Linked DNA regions of Danio rerio: region 1 is linked to region 2. The links are chromatin contacts, called in public Hi-C maps. All regions are on one chromosome and are shown on one strand. Each heading gives the region's core, a stretch centred on a gene start, on an enhancer-like site or on the middle of the called end of the contact. The rest is flanking DNA. Distances are from core to core; before and after follow the strand shown. Region 1 holds the start of serpinh2 (serine (or cysteine) peptidase inhibitor, clade H, member 2). Region 2 has its middle 110 kb from the start of serpinh2.

Region 1 (4,364 bases), core at 135-2,634, 110 kb after region 2:
GCAACAGACATTTAACTGACTATAAGAAACTTTGCAAGTACATGTCAACTAACGCTAACCCTAACCTTAATCTAACAGCCTATTAGATGCAATGTAACTAAATTCAACAAATGGACCATCAAAATAAAGTTTGACCCAAGTTCAGAAAGCAGAAGAAAACTTTTTAATGTTACACAGAACAAATCATAAAGTTTAACAATGCAAACAGCAATAAATAAAATATCCCCACCACTTTCCTCCACTGTATAGTTTAATCAGCCTGAAAACATCAAGAACACTCAGATAAACAAACGCGTTTGAAACAGAGTGTTACATCATTGCTGTCTTATTTATATAAAATAAATAAAGTAATAATAAAACAGCATGTCCTCTCTGCTTTGTTTCAGAGATGCCTCTTTACGTCTAATTGCAGATAATGACAGGCACACAAGCATAATCTCTGATTAAATTGCTCATTTATTACAAACCACTGCGATATGTAGATATTAGATATATCAACATTCACAATATTTCTATCATTTGTATCTATTATTCATATAGCCCTGTGCCGAAAATAGTGCTGCAAATTTTGAGAAGGTAATTTTGAGGCTGCAAAAATCAGAAAAAGAGTCCTAGAGGGACTGGCACTTGTGCATTCGCCGAAGTGTGCTTTGTAGACGACTATCTGAGAGTGTGATGTGGATTAGAGAAGTAATTGGCAGAGTCTATGTACTGTCATGTCCCAGCAGGCTGTTTAGTATTGCAGCGTGTTTGCCGTGATCTGAGAGTCTGTCTCCAGGTCTGATCCTCCTTTTCCTCCATCTTTGACTATCTGAACATCAATTGATTCTGTCTGCTTGTGCTATCTGCTTATTGACTAATCTTGAACTTTACCTAGCTGATTTTTTTGCGAAGTTTTCTCTGAGGATGTTGGAGAATTATGACAAAGCAGTAGTTTTGTAATAATTCTGGATACTCAAATGTAAACCAGGACGAAGAGGAGTGTGTTTAATGCTTTTACATGCGGATACATGACATGCTATTAAGGGACAAGTCGACCTTATGTTAGGGCCGTGGCGGTGTAGACCGCGCGCGCCCCCTTTCGGTTATTATAGCAACTGCGTGTTTCCTCGAGTTACAGCTGAGGGGAATCAACCGGTTGCTTACAAAAAACCTAAAAAACAGCTTAAATATCGATTTTGGAAATCAAAAAATAAATCACAATGCACACTGACGCTTTTTATGCTATCTAACGCTAATAGAGAGTAATAGAAAAAACGACTCAGCAACCAAGTAAGCGTTGTTATTTGCTACATGGAGGTTAGTGGAAAGTGCGAGATATCTGGAAAGAGGAAAAAATACCCGGATTGAGATCACAAAGAGCGAATTATGCTGGAGGAAAAGTGAGCAAACTGTGAAAAGACCCTCCTCTGCCACGTCTGAACCTGCCCTGTCAGTTCCTTTCAGCTCAAACCTGCAGAAGAAGCCGAAAGAAAGAAGGAAGCTTTAATTAATTAACGGTACACGCAAACAAGGAACTTCTTCCACTTTGTTTTTTGCCCCTCAGTTCTCCGAGCAGACGGAACAGCTGCGCTCGCTCAGCAAGAGCAAAAATCAACATCTACTGTTCCGCCTGTGTAATATTCTCCGACGTCTGCTGTTATTTAAGGGGCTTGTTTATTCGGTCTTTTCTGTGATCTCTTGGATATAAAGTGAAATTTCCGGAGGACGCTGTTCGGTTATGGTTTAGGTTCGAGAGGATTTTAATGATGTACTGTATACAGGCCGTGAGGACGTTTGGTCGTTATTTAATGCCCTGTCAGCGGCGCAACAGTCTGGGGAATGAATTTGACGTCGAGGTTATTGCCAAAAGAGGATTTATTATGGAAAAACATCATAGTATAACCATTTTACGCCAAAATACCAATTGAAGTTAGTTTTGTATTCACACGCTCGGACGTTCTCCTTAATCATATAATCTCAGAAGTATTCTTTGCGAATTATAAATGGTGAAATCATATATCAAATATAAAGTATGTTGTTTTGCAGTCATTTACATGTGATTTCAGACCAAATATTTAAAGTATCATGGTAAACAACATCGAAAGAATGTCACAAGTTGTCACAACGAATGTGTGAATATAAAAGCAACTTTACCTCAATAAAATACCACATATATCATTGATGTTATTGGGGTAAAGCTGGTTTTATTTTCGTACATTTAACCTTTCTCCTTAATAATATGATTTCAGAAAAATAGCCTATCATATGTAAATTCTGAATAAGGAAATCATATTAGCAGCCAATGACTATCATATTGTTGACAGTCAATTAAATAGTGCTAATGTTGTTTTAAAGTCATATTTACATGTGTTTTCAGACCTAATAATCAAAGGATAGTGTGATAAACAATGAAGAGACTGTTAAAATGTGTGAATATGTGAATATAAAACCAACTTTACCTCAATATAGATTTATAAGTGAAAGTTTCGTAAAAAGATTTTAAATCATATTGTTACATTTCTTTTAATCTAGTTTTTCATTGTTGTTATAGTATATATGGTAAACACTAGTAACTAAAGTATATAAAATTGCAACAAATTATTATAATCATTTCGAAACTTTGCTCAATGGATGAACTCTGGGCTGGGTCCCTGCAGGGCCTTTAGCTGAAGCATCTGAAGGCAGGACACTGTAAATGTAAAATTCATATAGATGAGGAAACAGTACTTGAAAGTTTTCCAACAGTATAATTAAATGCAATACATTTAAATAAAAGTTTTTTGGCAAGTCTTCAAGAGGCTGGTGTCCCGAGGCCTCGCAGGACCACAAATCGTCCTTAGGGTTTAGACTAATTAACATTTGAGAAATGAGAGAGAGTAAGAGAGACTTGGCTGAAACTTGATTTTATGAATCAAACTTGATTTAATCTGTGAGAAAAAGTGTTTTTAAGTGTTTGACACTTTAAAAAGAAAGGAACTTCCGAGATGTAGTGAGAAGACAAACATTTTTCTATTTTAAATTCGGTGCACCAATTAAGTAGTCAATATAAAGTAAATAGGGCTGCAGAGATGACGTCAAAGTGCAGAAGACCAATTTGTTGGTAGTTCCATCCAGATTTATAATGGGGTTTTTCCAATTTAAGAGTAAAATAAGGTCTATTGTTACCGTAACTTGACAGCATGTTTTGCTCCATTGCGTAAATTGTACACATCCACACATGTTTTTGATAATCAGATAATAACCTTTGGTACAAGAGTGTGCAGTTAGTCTCTATAGGAATGCGCAAGCACTTGACATCCATAACATCATTATCAGACCAACTGAATGTATGTGCGCACTGCACAAGGTCATAATGTTTTGTTTACAAAGTATAATGGTATAATATTGTAATATTTCTGCCCTTTTTTTCTCCAGTTCTGCAATGCAGCCCATCTTTCCTGTTCCTCTCCTGTTTCTCCTGTTGGCTCAACAAAGCGTTTGGTCGTCTACTCCACAGGAACCAAAAGTTCAAGGCTCTCCTCCAGAAATCTCCAGCTTACATCACCCCACCTGGAGCCTGGGGCTGCAGCTGTACAGGTCGCTCCGCACCAACGGTTCCCAGACCAACACCTTCATCTCCCCGCTTCTGTTGGCCAACTCCTTGCTGGCTCTAGGGGGTGGAGCAAAAGGATCCACAGCCAGCCAGTTTCATGATCTCCTGAGGATCACCAAAAATGAGAATGTGGTAGGAGAGACTTTGACCACAGCACAGAAGGCTGTGCATGAATCAAATGGGACCAGCTACATATTGCACAGTTCCTCTGCACTGTTTTCCAAACAAGCCCCTGAACTGGAGAAGAGCTTTCTGGAGAAGCTCCAGACCCACTTTGGGATGCAGCATGTGGCCCTGGAGGATGCACAAAAACAGTCCGACATGGAGAAGCTCCAGTACTGGGCTAAAAGTGGGATGGATGGGGAAGAGACAGCAGCTCTGAAAACAGCACTGGAGTCCAAAGCTGGAGCCTTGATTCTGGCCAATGCACTGCACTTTAAAGGTGAGAAGAAAGAATAAGTTGTAAATAATTTAGATGGCTTAAACCAAGTTCTTTGTCTAGTATGCTATTGGGTTGAGTCACAAAAGGAGGTTAAAGAAAGTTATTTTTTTATCACTGATTGCAAATAACATCACAAGAGATGGCATACCATGGAGAAAGACTGGAAAGCTTATGTGAATAGCATGCTTTGAGAATAGGCATTAGACTGCATTAAATTGAAGGTGTGGCTTGTCTACTGTACTTAGAGGATCAGGATAGTTGTGTCTAATCTTGAAGCTTTATGGTCCATTATGAGTTTGGACAGTAGCCAGACTCCATTGCAAAATTCATGGCCTCTTCCTTGTCTGA
Region 2 (4,183 bases), core at 1,026-3,525:
ATGAGCTGCTTGTAATGTTAATGTAAATATATATATATATATATATATATATATATATATATATATATATATATATATATATATATATATATATATATATATATATATATATATATATATAGTGCAGAGGCAAAAGCCACTAAACGCCACTTCCGCCAAAAATGAGATAATGACATTAAGTGAATGCTTTAGGCACGTACTACACCATTAACAAAGATATTTCCCTCAATATTCCTTTTGATTTTAAAATACTGAGTTTGATGAGCTGGGTGAACCTGTCGGACTGTCAGTGAATAGTAAATGAAAATATCCCTTACCTCAAAACTTGAAAACATGTGCAGTAGGAAGTGTAAAATGCATTCATGATGTGTTTTTGCGCTGCTGCGGTTCTTTGAGTCTGATTTACTATACATTAAATGGCAACTTCATTTTACGAAAGACAGATGCTGTTCTTTCATCACGTGGATGCTATGAGGATAAACACGGGACCAAGACCTTAAGTGTTTTGTGAATGAATGAATGACAGCTTCTAAAAGTGTCTAAGAGGCATTGCCTTTTTGCCCAGTAGCCTACCTTGTGTTTTATTTGCTAATTTTAGCTATTTTTAAAAAGGTAAATATAATGTATAAAACTATACATTATTTGTATTATTTCATAATACCTATAGATCTCATAAGCTTTTTATATTAATGGACAATGCACAGGTATTGATGTTTCTTAATGTTTTTGCACTACATTTTTTTTATCTACCAAGTTTAGCGTAAAATGTTTGCATTGTTTACATTGCTCTACTTGCATTACATTTAAATCCCAAATATCAGACATGACAACAGATTAGCATTTAATTTATTAATTATTTTAATTAGTTAAACTAATTTAATTAGTTTTAATGTTATTGAATAAAGCACTTACTTTACAGATTTCATTCATTCATTTTTCTTCTGCTTTTTCCCTGGTTTATCACAGTGGAATGAACCGCCACTTACTTGACAGATTTATATATTTTTAATTTCAGGTGGTTTGTGTAATGTGTTTTATGTTTGGTAAAATAATTTCTTATGGCATCTTCATTTTCAACTAATTCAACTAATAATTATTATTATTGTTATTATGAAATACTTTAGTGAAGAAAAATGGTACTGTTTCATTGATCCCCCCCCCCCAATTTAGTTTAATAATAATATTAATATAATAATAATAATAATAATAATAATAATAATAATAATAATAATTCATTTCATTCATTTTCTTGTTGGAAAAATAATAATGATAATGATAATAATAATAAATTAAACAACAAATTAAAAGTAATATTATTCTAAATTTGAATGTATGAATGTAAGTTTTTTTTTTTTTGTGTATTTATTGTTTTTGTTTAATTTTATAATGAGATGATTGCTGGTAAAAATAGTGATAATTAATTTTGGTTTTGTTATTGTTATTTTGAAATACATTTGTAAAGTGAAAGTTTTTTTGAGTGAAAGGTTTCTTTATTGCTATTTCCTAATATGATCAAATAATAATGATAATAATAATACTAATAGTAATAATTATAATAATATTTAGTATAATTGCAAATCAGCCTGTTTTTAATATCACGCAATGACCTGCACATTTTCTCAAGTAAGTTCTGGCATTGGCAGTGGTGGCAGAATGTTAATTTTAAACGGTGCACACATCCATTTCATCTGTCTTTCTTCCACACGCAGCTGTGCCTCTGCCAGATGCTGTGTTCTCCACTCATGAAAGAATCCGTTTAAGTGCGGCAGCAACAGTGTGAACGTTTGCTTTTGTTTTTGATGTGTTTTGGGGGTGTTTTTGCAGTGGGCAGTTCTTGTTCTCCCTCTGCTGTCAGAGAGCAGCGCTGCAACAACACTTGTTGCCTCTGCAGCTGATCCCAGGTCAGTTGTTAGTGATTATTTATATATTTCAGTATTGATCCGTCTCTCAGCCTGATGCCTCTCTAATCCAGCACTGATGAATGTGGTGATGCCTGCTGGGGGACACCAGATAAATCAGAGTGTGTGGCGAAGCACGTACAGTACCAAACACACACTGATGTACAGCAGAGAGCTTGTCATAATTATGTTGCGTCAATGACAAAGCCTGTTGGCTGAATCTGTTGCTACAGACACACACACACACACACACACACACACACACACACACACACACACACACACACACACACGTCAAGCAAGCCAAGAGATGCACTCTTTTCACACTTACATCAACAAACATTTTCCTTTGAGGTGCATTTCAATGTTCACGTTATGGTTGTTTATTCCACCAGAACACCAGTAAAGACTTGGATTATTGCAAAACAAGATGGAGATTTCATTTCTTATTTTGGCCAATGTAAACAATTATAAACAACATAAAACAGAAATAGTTTGATGTTCTGATAGCGTTTCCTATGTAGAAGAATCACTTCCTGCCCTTTGTCATGTGAAAACAACCTATTAAATACATTTCAGTAGTTGAGTATATTGTATGTTCAGTATGTGTGTCATTCCATTGTAATTACATAATGAAACCATTTTTTCTAATTTATTTCATGGGGAAATACTGTAGTAATTTGTAATAAACATGGTTTTGAACCACTTAGGAAAGTGTAAAATGTGTACAACTCTTTGTTAATGTTTGTTGTAATAAATAACGTGTAAACTGTGGTGCATCGTGATTGTGTATAGCGTAGAAAACTGAAGCCTATTGAAAATTTGTAGATTAGTTGTGTTGTACCAAAGCAACAATATAATTACTACGAGAGTTTATTTCAAGTAATTATCTACAGTATGCTTCCAAACACTTATTTTCTATAGTATTTTATCATGTAACGTAATAGGTTATACTGTACAGCCTCAATGACTGGCAAATAATATATTTCAGTTCTGTAGAAAACTCGGCCCTCTTCATGATATAAGGATCATGCCCAAAATATGTGGATATTTTCTGTCCATATCTTCCTTGACATATGATATTAATTGCAAAAATATGGACTTTCCTCTGTCTCCCATTAAGTTTTTTTACTTTCTGCCCTCCATCTGAATTTCGCACGTCACCAGAACCATGTGATTGAAAACAACCTATACCTTGTATAAAAAGATTTTTTTTTGTAACGACAGCTTCAAGTCGCCTCTTGTATGGAAAAAGGAGTCGCATGTATTGCTCAGATGTTTTTTATTTTTATTTTTTCATGTCCCTGTACTTCATCCAAGTCTAAAAATCTCGAATGTTCTATGGGTCTTGTCTGTTAACTCAGATTTTTGCTTTTTATTTTCTATTGGACTCTGATTAGGTGATCGTCCATTCTAATGGCCATTCTAGCAGCTTTATTTTCTTAATGCCGTTGACAGTTTCTTTTGCTGTATTTGAGTTTATTTTATTGCTGAAATGGTCGCCTTGGTTTCATCTTCTTCATTTGGTATTGTAGGTATTGAATTGAATCAGCTACAATAATATTTATTTACACTGAGGAGAGGATTGCTTTCTTACTACTGAGAGATTTCAGCTGCTGTCTGGGTTTTCCATGACTTTTCACACCTCCCTTTCTTTATGTGTTCAATAATTTTTTCTTTTTTATCTTTTGATCTGCTGGTTAGAGTTGGACTTGTGATCCAGAGTTTGCTGGTTAAATTCCTGGTACTGGTTGGGATTGTAGGTGGTGTGGGAGTGAATAGACTCTTTTCACATTTCTGGTGTTCTCAGAAGTGGAAGTCATCATAATTGGGTAAAGTTAGAGTGCAGTGAATGGGAGAGTGCTACAAATAATTTTGGTTTTCCTAATTTCTCAAATAGTTAAAGAAAAACTCCATCATTATGTTTTCCTGAGTTAAAAAAAAAAAAGGGGGGGGGGGCATGCAAGACTGAAAACGGCGGCCAGAAATGTATAGTCTTCCCCTGTAGACGCTGTATTAGAAACACCCTGCATAAGCTGTAATTAGTTTTTTTGTAATTTGGTGCAAACATGATATAATACTAAGCATAGCTTTATAAATTCACATACATCAATGTAAATGTGTCCTGTTAATGTGTCTGTTTTGTGAAAAGGGTCCACTGCCAGCCCTTCTGTCCGCCCTTCAGCAAGGCATCAAACCCCCAGTTGTTCCCTGAGTGGCCAATGCTACTGTATATCACAGCAATTCGTAACTCTTTGATTTAGTGGCTAAATCATATATATTTG

What was found. A called contact is a pair of places that touch in the nucleus more often than the background predicts.
Region 1: a contact with region 2 is called in a Hi-C map of an unstated tissue, with 2.1 times the contacts expected there. The contact joins the promoter of serpinh2 here to the enhancer-like site in region 2. A contact is called at or near these places in 2 of 18 Hi-C or Micro-C datasets (embryo and an unstated tissue).

What each region holds. Positions count from the first base shown.
Region 1 is chr7:21,251,532-21,255,895 of GRCz12tu, forward strand. serpinh2 (serine (or cysteine) peptidase inhibitor, clade H, member 2) reads left to right here and starts at 1,385. Exons shown (of 5, transcript NM_001017564.1): 1 at 1,385-1,499; 2 at 3,397-4,016. The coding sequence starts at 3,404. It also overlaps a transcript of efnb3b not described here.
Region 2 is chr7:21,136,231-21,140,413 of GRCz12tu, forward strand. It overlaps a transcript of efnb3b not described here. Among named protein-coding and RNA genes, the nearest start is that of serpinh2, 110 kb to the right of the region's middle. Within about 2 kb of position 2,276, at least 9 of the 62 cell types and tissues checked have an H3K27ac peak or open chromatin away from gene starts, as enhancers often do.